2 separate regions of the Mus musculus genome follow, and region 1 is linked to region 2. A link is a contact called in public Micro-C data. All regions are on one chromosome and are shown on one strand. The core of a region is the stretch at or near the end of the contact, and the rest is flanking DNA. Distances in the headings are between cores, read along the strand shown.

What was found. A called contact is a pair of places that touch in the nucleus more often than the background predicts.
Region 1: a contact with region 2 is called in a Micro-C map of embryonic stem cells, with 2.9 times the contacts expected there. The contact joins the promoter of Ube2l6 here to the enhancer-like site in region 2. A contact is called at or near these places in 3 of 39 promoter capture datasets (cranial neural crest, frontonasal cranial neural crest and second pharyngeal arch cranial neural crest), 3 of 484 Hi-C or Micro-C datasets (cerebellum, embryonic stem cells and erythroblasts), 4 of 115 datasets of contacts at active chromatin or transcription factors (embryonic stem cells and microglia) and 1 of 9 other capture datasets (macrophages).

The regions. Positions count from the first base shown.
Region 1 is chr2:84,795,392-84,800,526 of GRCm38.p6, reverse strand. It overlaps Ube2l6 (ubiquitin-conjugating enzyme E2L 6), which reads right to left and starts at 1,699. Exons shown (of 4, transcript NM_019949.2): 1 at 1,595-1,699. The coding sequence starts at 1,621.
Region 2 is chr2:84,516,248-84,521,121 of GRCm38.p6, reverse strand. No RefSeq gene overlaps it. Among named protein-coding and RNA genes, the nearest start is that of Gm13710, 12 kb to the right of the region's middle. RefSeq lists an enhancer at 319-3,157. Within about 2 kb of position 1,346, at least 108 of the 459 cell types and tissues checked have an H3K27ac peak or open chromatin away from gene starts, as enhancers often do. A contact at or near this core is called in embryonic stem cells, where this site is marked.

The sequences.
Region 1 (5,135 bases), core at 450-2,949, 280 kb before region 2:
TGAAAGTGAAGGCAAACAGGCAGGAAAAGCCCTGTGAGTTAGACTCTTATCAGTCTGGGCTCAAATTCCAGCCCCATTACTTCTGCAGAATATCACTGGCCAGCCACGTTACTCTCCCTGATGTCTCAGTTTCCTCTTCCATGAAATGGGAAGACACAGTTATCTCACAGTTGTTCTAAGAGTTAAATAAAACAAACTGCCTGGTGCTGACAATTCCGGAGCAACAAAAGCCAGTCTACCTTTTAGCGTTGAGGTAGCAAATTACCCTTTGCCCCATTTAGTACCAGCCTAAAACCAACAAAGTTTAGTTCTGTTTTGGGTCTGCTCTGGACTTCTCCATCTCAAAAGAATTTTCTTTTTGAAAGATGAGGCCAGCTGGGTGGCACACGCCTTTAATCCCAGCACTGGGGAGGCAGAGGCAGGCGGATTTCTGAGTTCGAGGCCAGCCTGGTCTACAAAGTGAGTTCCAGGACAGCCAGGGAAACCCTGTCTCGGAAAGAAAGAAGGAAAGAAAGAAAGAAAGAAAGAAAGAAAGAAAGAAAGAAAGAAAGAAAGAAAGAAAGAAAGAAAGAAAGGGAGAGAGAGAGAGAGAGAGAGAGAGAGAGAGAGAGAGAGAGAGAGAGAGAGAGAAACATGAGGCCAGCAACCATCCCTTCTGTCTCCTGAGGAAGCCTTCCCCTCAATTCTGCAGACTAGAGGAGCACTTCGGGGAGACTCAAAGCCTAGCGGTACCAGCCCTGGCTCACGAGCATTTCTCCTCCACGATCTCTAATCCTGGCTCCATTCAGCGGTCTAGACATTCCTAAGGAAACTGCCCTTTTTTCATTCTTTCAGATAGTACCAAATAGTGTCTCATAGAAATGAACGTTCAAACGGAACAAGATTTCTGTTCCTTTTCTGCTCCTGCTGCCTGGCACTGGGCTAGTACAAAGTAGGCGTTTAGTAGCTGGAGCAGGACTGCATACAAATAACCTACTCAGAGCATAAATTGTTACTTCTCATCCAGGAACTAGTCTGTACGTTTTATTTCACGGTCTGTCCATTCACCACCCCACCGCCCAACATCACTCTTCTGTGGCCTCGGGTAATGTAGGTATCAAATTATGGGTGTATCCACTAGGCGGAGCAACAGAGCCCTTCCTGTGCCTTAGATAAGTTCCACTAATAAATTTCCAGCAGAAATTGAAAATGAAACCAGTTTGGAAAGCCCAATACATTGGAAACCATTTGGAAAGACCAGTTCATTCTCGTGGCCAGTACAGCTGATGACAACTTTTTTTGAAGCTGATGACAACTTTTTTTTCCAGACCTTCTCAATCAGGCCCCCTCCCTTCCTCCTCTCTTTCTCCCTCCTTCTCGCGCGCGCGCGCGCGCACACACACACACACACACACACACACACACACACCGCGCCTTTCTCCTCCCATTTCTCCATTGGGAAAAGGTGAGGATACCTGAGTTTCAGCCAGCCCTGGTACCCAAATAACAAAAAAAGCTCAGAGAGCAAGGGGGCAGGGGAGGGTTAGGGCAGGGCGGAAAGGTTAGGGCAGGGCGGGAAGGGGCACAAGGAAAGGGTCATCCTACATAGGCTTACTTTCGCCACTCGCTTGCTGGCCATCATCTCGGGTTGGAGCGTGGGGCACCAGCAGATTCCAGCAGGACACCGCTCTCTGAACTGCAGCTCCCGAGCCCCGCCCACGCTCCACTCCACCCACACCGACTCTAGCTGCAAAGACCTGCTCCCCACCCCTTTGGTGGATATCTGGAGGCTGCAGTCGAGTGCCCAGCTTGGCGATCTCGTATCTCAGCAACTCATGCTCCTTGCAGATCAGAGACTACGTCGGTGGAGCGCACTGCTCCTCTTGGTTCCTGCATCTTGCGGGGTACATCTCGTAGAAGCCAGGATGGGATTCATCTCCAGCCTCTGTCAGCTCCCCGGACGCTGAGAGCAAACTCGCCCAAAGCACAGATGAGATACTCTTGATGCAAAGTAGCTCCGGGGCAGGGCTCTCTGCGACCTCCGCAATGGAATTGTGAACCTACCACCTCTAAAGAAAGTCTCAGAATCCTGGGCCAAGTCACTTTGCCTTTGTGGGTTCAGTGCTCCGTTCTAAAAGAGAGTGGGGGGGGGGGGGTCAGTATAGACTTTATGTCCTCCGAGGACCGCTCCCTGAGTGGTACAGTCCAGCAGATGGGCAGAAACGCAGCGATGCTTCTTTTAGGTTGCTTGGTGCCCGAGCACCACTAGAGGACGCTGTTGGACTCATTCGCTTTTATTTTGGGCGTTCTGTGTTTTACTCTACTGAACACATAGAAAGTGTCTGCTGTGTGGCAATTTGGGAAAACGATGGGTGGCTGAAGCCTCGAGATAGATTTCAGGAGCCTATTATATTTTATCACCAACTGATTACAAACTATGGAACTACTGTGTGTCCAAATGAACAGCCAAGAAGTCTCTAGCCCTCTGCGCAAGAGTAAAGACCCCCCTCATCCCAGCTCAAGTCGAGGCCAAGGTGTAATAGCAGCCCCCAGCCTCTGGAAGAAGTTCTAGAGTTAGAAGGGAATCCACCTACCTGCCTCACCCATTCCAGCCCAGAAATTAGCATATTTTGAAGCCCAAGATTTTGACCCAGTAGGTCACATGATTTTTATTTTCCTGTCCAGGAACCAAATATCTGCTCTGCTTACATATAGGATGTGCTTGAAAAATGATTCTGGGGCTGGAGAGATGGCTCAGCAGTTAAGAGCATTGACTGCTATTACAGAGGTACTGAATTCAAATCCCAGTAACCACATGGTGGCTCACAACCATCTGAAATGAGATCTGACGCCCTCTTCTGGTGTGTCTGAAGACAGCTACAGTGTACTTACATATAGTAAATAAAGTAAATCTTGAAAAAGAAAAAAAGATTCTGGGTTCTTTTTTCAGTTCAATAACTTTAACCAGATACCTTCTAAATGCCAGCAATAAGCAGGACACCATCAGCAATCCCTAAATATAGTTTGGAGATAAGGGCATTTGAACCCATTTCTGGTTAGTAGTCTTAGTTAACACCAAGTGCCAGGTACTATCGATGGAACACATCAGATGGAGAAATTGTGGTGTTTGTCCTCTGAGGGGCTCTCAAGCAGTTGAAACACAGAGAGAAAATTTCCCTTCAGTATTTTTTACTTATTTATTTATTTATTTATTTATTTTCTATATATGAATAAATTGTAGCTATCTTCAGACACACCAGAAGAGGGCACCAGATCTCATTACAGATGGTTGTGAGCCACCATGTGGTTGCTGGGAATTGAACTTAGGACCTCTGGAAGAGCAGTCAGTGCTCTTAACAATTGAGCCATCTCTCCAGCCCCAGTATTTTTTTTTTAAATACCATTTTGTGTTGTTCAGATTGGTCTTAAACTTGATATGCAGCTAACAATGGCCTTTAATTTTTTAAAAATCATTTAATTTAATTTTATGTGTATGGATTCCTGCCTGCATATATATCTGTTAACTACCTGCATGCCTAGCAGAAGCAAATGAGAGCATTAGATCTTCTGGAACTGGGGCTAGAGACAGTCATCAGTCACCATGTGGGTGCTGGGAATTGAACCCAAGTCCTCTGGTCCTCTGGAAGATCAACAAGTGCACCTCCCCACTGAGCCATCTCACCAGCTGAACCTTTAATTTCAGGATTCTTATGCCTCCGTCTCATACCCTAAGACATGGGATCATGGATGTGCACTGCTTTATCAAGTGTTGTGCAGTGCTGAGGATTGAACCCAGGGTTTTGTGCACGCTAGACAAACACTCTACCAACTGAGCTGCATCTTCAGCCCAGAAAAATGTCCATTCAAGATCTGTGTTATACCTAAGCCTTTGTTCTTGCCCAAGCTATGGCATGGGTTATGCTTGTGGTAAGATAGAATAGGCAATGAATGGTCATGGCTGTAGGTAGAAGGCATGAGAAGCCATTTGTTAGTGTGATTACATATGGAAGATGGGTTTAGTGATGAAAGGGAGTGTGGGGTGCTTATATACTTGGGGGACAGAGTACAGATGATGCACAGCAGTGAAGGACCCCACTCCCAAGCCCCTGGCTTAGGGGAACTTTCTACCTGCGTGTACACAGGCCTTTCTCAACTTTCTCTCTGTTGACATTTGGGACCTGATCATTCTCTGTAGCTAGGATGTTTCATCAGCGTGGACTTTACCCGCTGGGTTGTGGCAGCACTCACCCCATCTGTGACAATAGAAAACGTTTCTAGATATTGGCAAAGGCGTCCTGATAGGTAAACACATCCCTGGATCAGAACCACTAGTTTGTATCTATTCATTGTCCCCAGAGTTGCCTTGAATATGTGACTGTTTTTCAAACCACCACCACCTTCTCAAAATGAGAATGATTCCGGAGCAACAAAAGCCAGTCTACCTTTAGCGTTGAGGTGTGTAGTTCTTTGAGTATGTAGTCCTGACTGGCCTGGAACTTGTTGGTGAACCAGGCTGACCTAGAACTCAGAGATCTGCCTGCCTCTGCCTACCAAGTGGTGGGATTAAAGGTGTGTGGCACTGTGGGAACTAAAAGGGGGACAGGGAAAAGAGGGGAGAGGGAGGATAGCCCATGCCTGGCCAGAGTTCCTCCTATGCTCTGAGGAGGAGGACGCAGGAGGGCAGCCAGATGCTTTCCACTTGGCCCTGAAAGAAAGAAAACTAAATTCAAGATTTCAAAACCCTAGCCAGAAAGTTTATTCAAGGTCCATGACTCATGTGGCTTGCTAGATAGGAGGGCTTTTTGGGCCTAGAGCAAAGAACAAAGGCTGTAAAGTCATCCCAGGAACCAACTAGCCATAAAGATAGGGAAGACATACAAGAATGTCCGGACTGGCCTGGCGCCTCCCTATCTCCCGCCCTTCTGACCTGAGTTAAATGATAACCAGATGCTCTGCTGTTATCTCAATCTGTGTGTACAGTCTGCCGATGTTTAAATGAACCAATCATGTGAAACCGTGCCTCCCCCAGACCCAGACCCTTTTCTATAAAAAACCCCAGCCACGTAGTCAAATCCACTGTCTCCTGCGTGAGATATGTTTCAACCCAGAGCTCCACCATTAAACTACCTCATGTATTTACATCAAGATGGTCTTTT
Region 2 (4,874 bases), core at 97-2,596:
TTTGTAGAAGGAAGCACCCATGTTTGAAAGTGAATCAGAGAAAGATCTGACAGAATGCGGAGGTAGGTCCGACTTTCACGAGACAGGAAGCTACTTAAGGGAGAGACAGTAGAGGAAGAAGAGAGTACAGTGAAGGAATACAGTAGAGTTGGTGGAGAGCAGTAGCGTTGAGAGAGGAGTGGCGCAGTACAGAGAGGGAGGAGGAGGCGGATTTGCAGGGTAGAGTTTTACAGAGAACAAGCTAGGCACAGGTAAAGACAGAATGAACCAGAGAATGAGAAGGAGACAGATGATGAGAAAAGTTAGTTTGAGGCAATTCAAAGGCCAAGAGAGAAGCCAGTTTAAATCAGTCAGCTGGGAGGGGAGTTTGAGCCAGAACAGCTGAGTTGAACCAGCCAGCCAGAGTTCAGAAAGAACCAGAAAGGGGAACCTTACTCTGCAGCAAGTCTCAGAGGCTGAAACCATTCTAGGCCTAGATTAGCAGATGGAGGCAGTAAGCCTCCCAGACAACAGCTATAACAGGGGAATAAAAGTTAAGTTGCTTTTACACCTAGGTTTTCTTGGGTTTCTTAGGGCAAGAGGTGAAGGAGTTGGCAGGGCCAATAGGAACAAGTGACTTGGAGCTGAAGAGAGAACTCAGCAAGTAAGAGCCCTTGCTGCTCTTGCAAGAGGTCCCAAGTTTGGTTCCCAACATCCACATGGTAGTTCAGGACTGTCTATATAGACAGTTCCAGGGGACCCTCTACTGGTCTCTGCAGGCACCAGGCACAGTCACAGTGAGCATGTACGCATGAAAGGCAAACACTCACAAACATTAAACAAAATAAAGCAAAAAAGAACTGACGACCCCAAGAAGAAAAGGGAGGAGACCAGCCCCTCTTTAGTTTTCTACCTCATGAGGAATTATTGTGTAAAAACAAAGGCTTGCCAGGAGGGAGATTTGTTTGTGTGAAGAAATGCCTTTGGGATCTGGGGTGGAGGCCTGGCATAGAAAGATCGGCAGCGCACTTAGAGAAGACAGAGGGTACACCATGGACATAGCCATGAACGCGTTCTGAAGGCCTGGCATCCCCACCTGTGCTGTGACATCACACGCTTCTTCCCTAGTGACCCCATTCACTGCCACATTATACAGTCCAATTGTGAGCCGTGTGCGGGTGTTTATCTTTATTGTCGCCCTGGCTGGCCTTGGAACCACTCCCATTTCCTTCTCTCCTCATACGTAGTAGGAAAGGCATACAAGGCACATGCCAAACCATGAACAAAGGTTAACCTGGCACAGTGGAATACGTTAAGCTTTTCCCCTTTCATCCTTGTTTGGTGTGTCTCAATTCTTTTCAACGGTCAGGTACGTACTCTGCCAAGTTTCCACTCCACTCTCTCAAGAACCTAAGAGTCCAGACTGACCTGCCTATCTGACGTGAGGGAGACAAGGTGACTACTGAAACCGTGGAGCAAACACTGGCCTATTCCAGACAAATCCCGGAAACAGTTTCCCGAGTGTAAACAGAAGCAAAGCCTGTGGAATGCAGGCTGAGAGGGAAAGTAGATCTCTGTATTTATTTTGGGGGCAGTCTCTAAAGGGGAAAGGCATGCCTGTAGATTTGACTTTCCCAGAGGTTCAAACCAGCACAAAGTTACCCACAGGGAAAGATGCGGCAGCAAAGGAGTGCTGTGACTGCCGGGGCCGTGGGGAAGAGCAGGGTCTGGAGATGATTAAAGCCAGAATCTCCAGAGAGGAGATTCATTCTAGGTGATGAATCGGAGAATTGATTGTCTTTTCTTATTGAAGGCTACACTAATCAGGAAGAGTGGATCTGTCTGGAGAGGGAACTGTAGTGGAAACAACGTAAAACACGGGGCTCTAGGATCATAGATATAGGCTGTCTCAAAGACAATTAGACCTTTCAGCTGAAGGAATGAGACATACTACACCAAGCTTAGAGTCATCTTAAATGGGTGTGTGAGTTCCGAACTAGTTTTGGTATTCAAGTTTGGTTATTTGTACAAAGGATGAATTTACCTTTCAATAGGCTGTTGTCTTCCCTTGGTATCCGCTAGCCAACTGGGACTTCATTTATTTCTAAAACAGTACAAGGCTCTTTTGGTTTCACCTACAAAAGTGAATGGGCCTCTGTATTTCAAGGTTGCACATTTTCTGTTCTCTTTAAGCAGAGATAAGGACTCCGGGGCTGCGGAATACAATAGGCTATTCTTGTAACTCAGCAGAGCCGGGCACTGTGAGTAATCTCTGCTCTTGACCCTACACCCACCTTGAAGCAGAAACTTGTATCACATCCCCCAAAACAAATCCATTGTAAGAAAGGAATAATGAGTAATGACAACTTTACTGACTGTTTCTTGGGGAGACAGAAAAGATCTCTGTATCCTGTGGAGGTAGTTTTGATTTATAACAAAGCATAATAAAAAATTTCATGAGACATTCATGCTCTTTTTTCTCCTAAGGAGAAAGGTTTCACATTCTTTTCTAGCTTTCTTCTTATTTTGGTATTCATAAGCAAAACATGATGTAATCTTTTAAAAATCTCTCATCCTCCCATCTATCCCTCTGCCTGGCCATTGACAGGCTTTGCCTTTAAGAGGACGGTGAGGTCTAGTGTTTGGGAGAAGAATCAAGAAATTACTAATTCACTTAAAATCTGCTAATAACTCATGATGAGTGGAAACAAGCAATGCCCCACTCCTTGTGGCATTCCCTGATCTTGTCAATATTGGGTTTCCTTTGGACATGGGAACTTTGACTTATACAATATTTTTAATTTATTCTTTGGTAATTTTAAGGGTAATCAATGTATTTTGGCCATATTAGTCTTCCAGTTTCCCCTCCATCTATGGATCTATGGATCCATCCATCCATCTATCCATCATCCATCATTTCATTAAGTGTTATTGAACATTCACTTTATTCAAGGGAAGGCTAAAAACAGTGATAAACAGAACTGATGAAATTCATGTGCACTTGTGTTAAAGGAACAGAGCGGCTATAACTATATAAGAGTATCTAATGGTGGTAAATTCTTTGAAAGCAATTCTGATATTTGGTGAATAACAAAGGCCTTCTTAGTGATGTGACATTTGCTGACTTAAACTTTCAGGCCTCATAAAACAAAATTATAATTGACATCTCCCCAACCTTTCAAATTTGGAATTTTGGAGTCAGCATACTAAAATACATTGTTCAACTCCTATGAGAGATACAAAGGAATCAAACGCAAGATGGTCAGATTTCTTCTATAAAGGGACAGACAATATGATTGCTGGCTTTGTAGGCTTTGAGGGCTCTGTCTGCTGCTTATTACACAGAAAAGGAACACTTTCTGTGTTCATATATATCTTCACAAAAACGGGGGAGCCTGTTCTGCACCTATTAGCTGCAGTTTCCCGACCTTTGAACTAGGTTGAGCTTTAAATTTCTTCAAATTGATATCATCAGCTCTTTTCTTCCATGAGCAGAGCTTCTTTCTGTAAATAATCCTTTTCTTGATCATTATTTTTTCTTAAGATAATTCAAATTACAGTAGTCTAATCTGGAAAATTTATACAGGCTATGTGATGGTAAATTTTGATTTTCAGATTGGCACAGTATTGAATAACCTGAATGGATGTCAATGAGAGACTATTCAGATGAGCTTGCCTATAAGGGCAAGCGTATGGGGGATTATCTTGACTAGTTGAGGATTTATCTGCTGTGAATAACGCTATTCCTGATTATGAATGTGATATGACTACCTGTTTTCCCCTCAATGATGAACTCTAACCTGGAATATTGAGTTAAAACAAATCTTTTCTCCCCTAAATTGCCTTTGTTAGAGTGTTTTTATCATAGCAGCATGAAGTGAAACTGTAGTATTTTGAGTGTGAATGGTCCCCATAGGTTTATATATTTGAACACTTGGTCCCCAGTAGGAGGTATGTCCGTGAGGATAGGCTTTGAGGTTTCAAAAGTCCATGTATTACCAGTTAGCTCTCTCTCTCTCTCTCCCCCTATTCTCTCCCTGTCTTTCTCTCTCTCTCCTTTCCTCCCTTCCTCCCCCCCTCCCTGCCTCTCCTTATGAACAGGGACATAAGCTCTCAGCTACTGCTCCAGTACTTGCCAGCTCCATCTCCAGTGCTGCCATGCTTCCCACCACGATGGTCGTGGACTCACCTTCTGAAACTGTAAGCCACAATAAACTAATTCTTCTATAAGTTAGTTGCCTTGCTCATGATGCTCTGTTAGGTAACTAAAATAGAAACTATGATGTGCTATGAAAGACATGACCTTGTGGCTTTTAAACCATTAGAGCTGTTTTGTGACTGGAATGTGGAAGGGTTTGGGACTTTGAGTTAGGAAAACTCCTGAGTGCTGGAAGAAAAGCTTAAAATAAGCCATTCTGGTGGGAATTTGGAAGTCAAAACCATGCTGAGAGAAATTCAGGCAGTGGGGGCCATGCAGCATATGAGATTTCACAGGGAAACATGGGACTCTACCAGGAACTACTTATGTAATATTTTGGCTAAGTGTCTGGATTTATTCTGCTTATGTCCTGATATCTTGAGTGAAGTCCATTATTTAAAAATAATGGACTGATTTGTTTGGGATAAGAAATTTTCGGAGGAGAGAACATTCAGGCTGGAACTGAAAAAGTGGTTGTGATTGACAGAGAATACCATTTTAGAGGAGCCTCATGTACTGCATTGAGACAGCAAGAAAGCGTTTCTGCAGGTCAGCACACAGAGGGTATACCGGCTGTCCAATAGAGTTGGACTGTATTTCAAACTGGCAACAGAGCTTGCCAATGTTGTAAGCCTTGTCCACATGGTACTGATTTAGAGGTTATAAAAGATTCAAGACTGAGAGTGTCATGGAGATC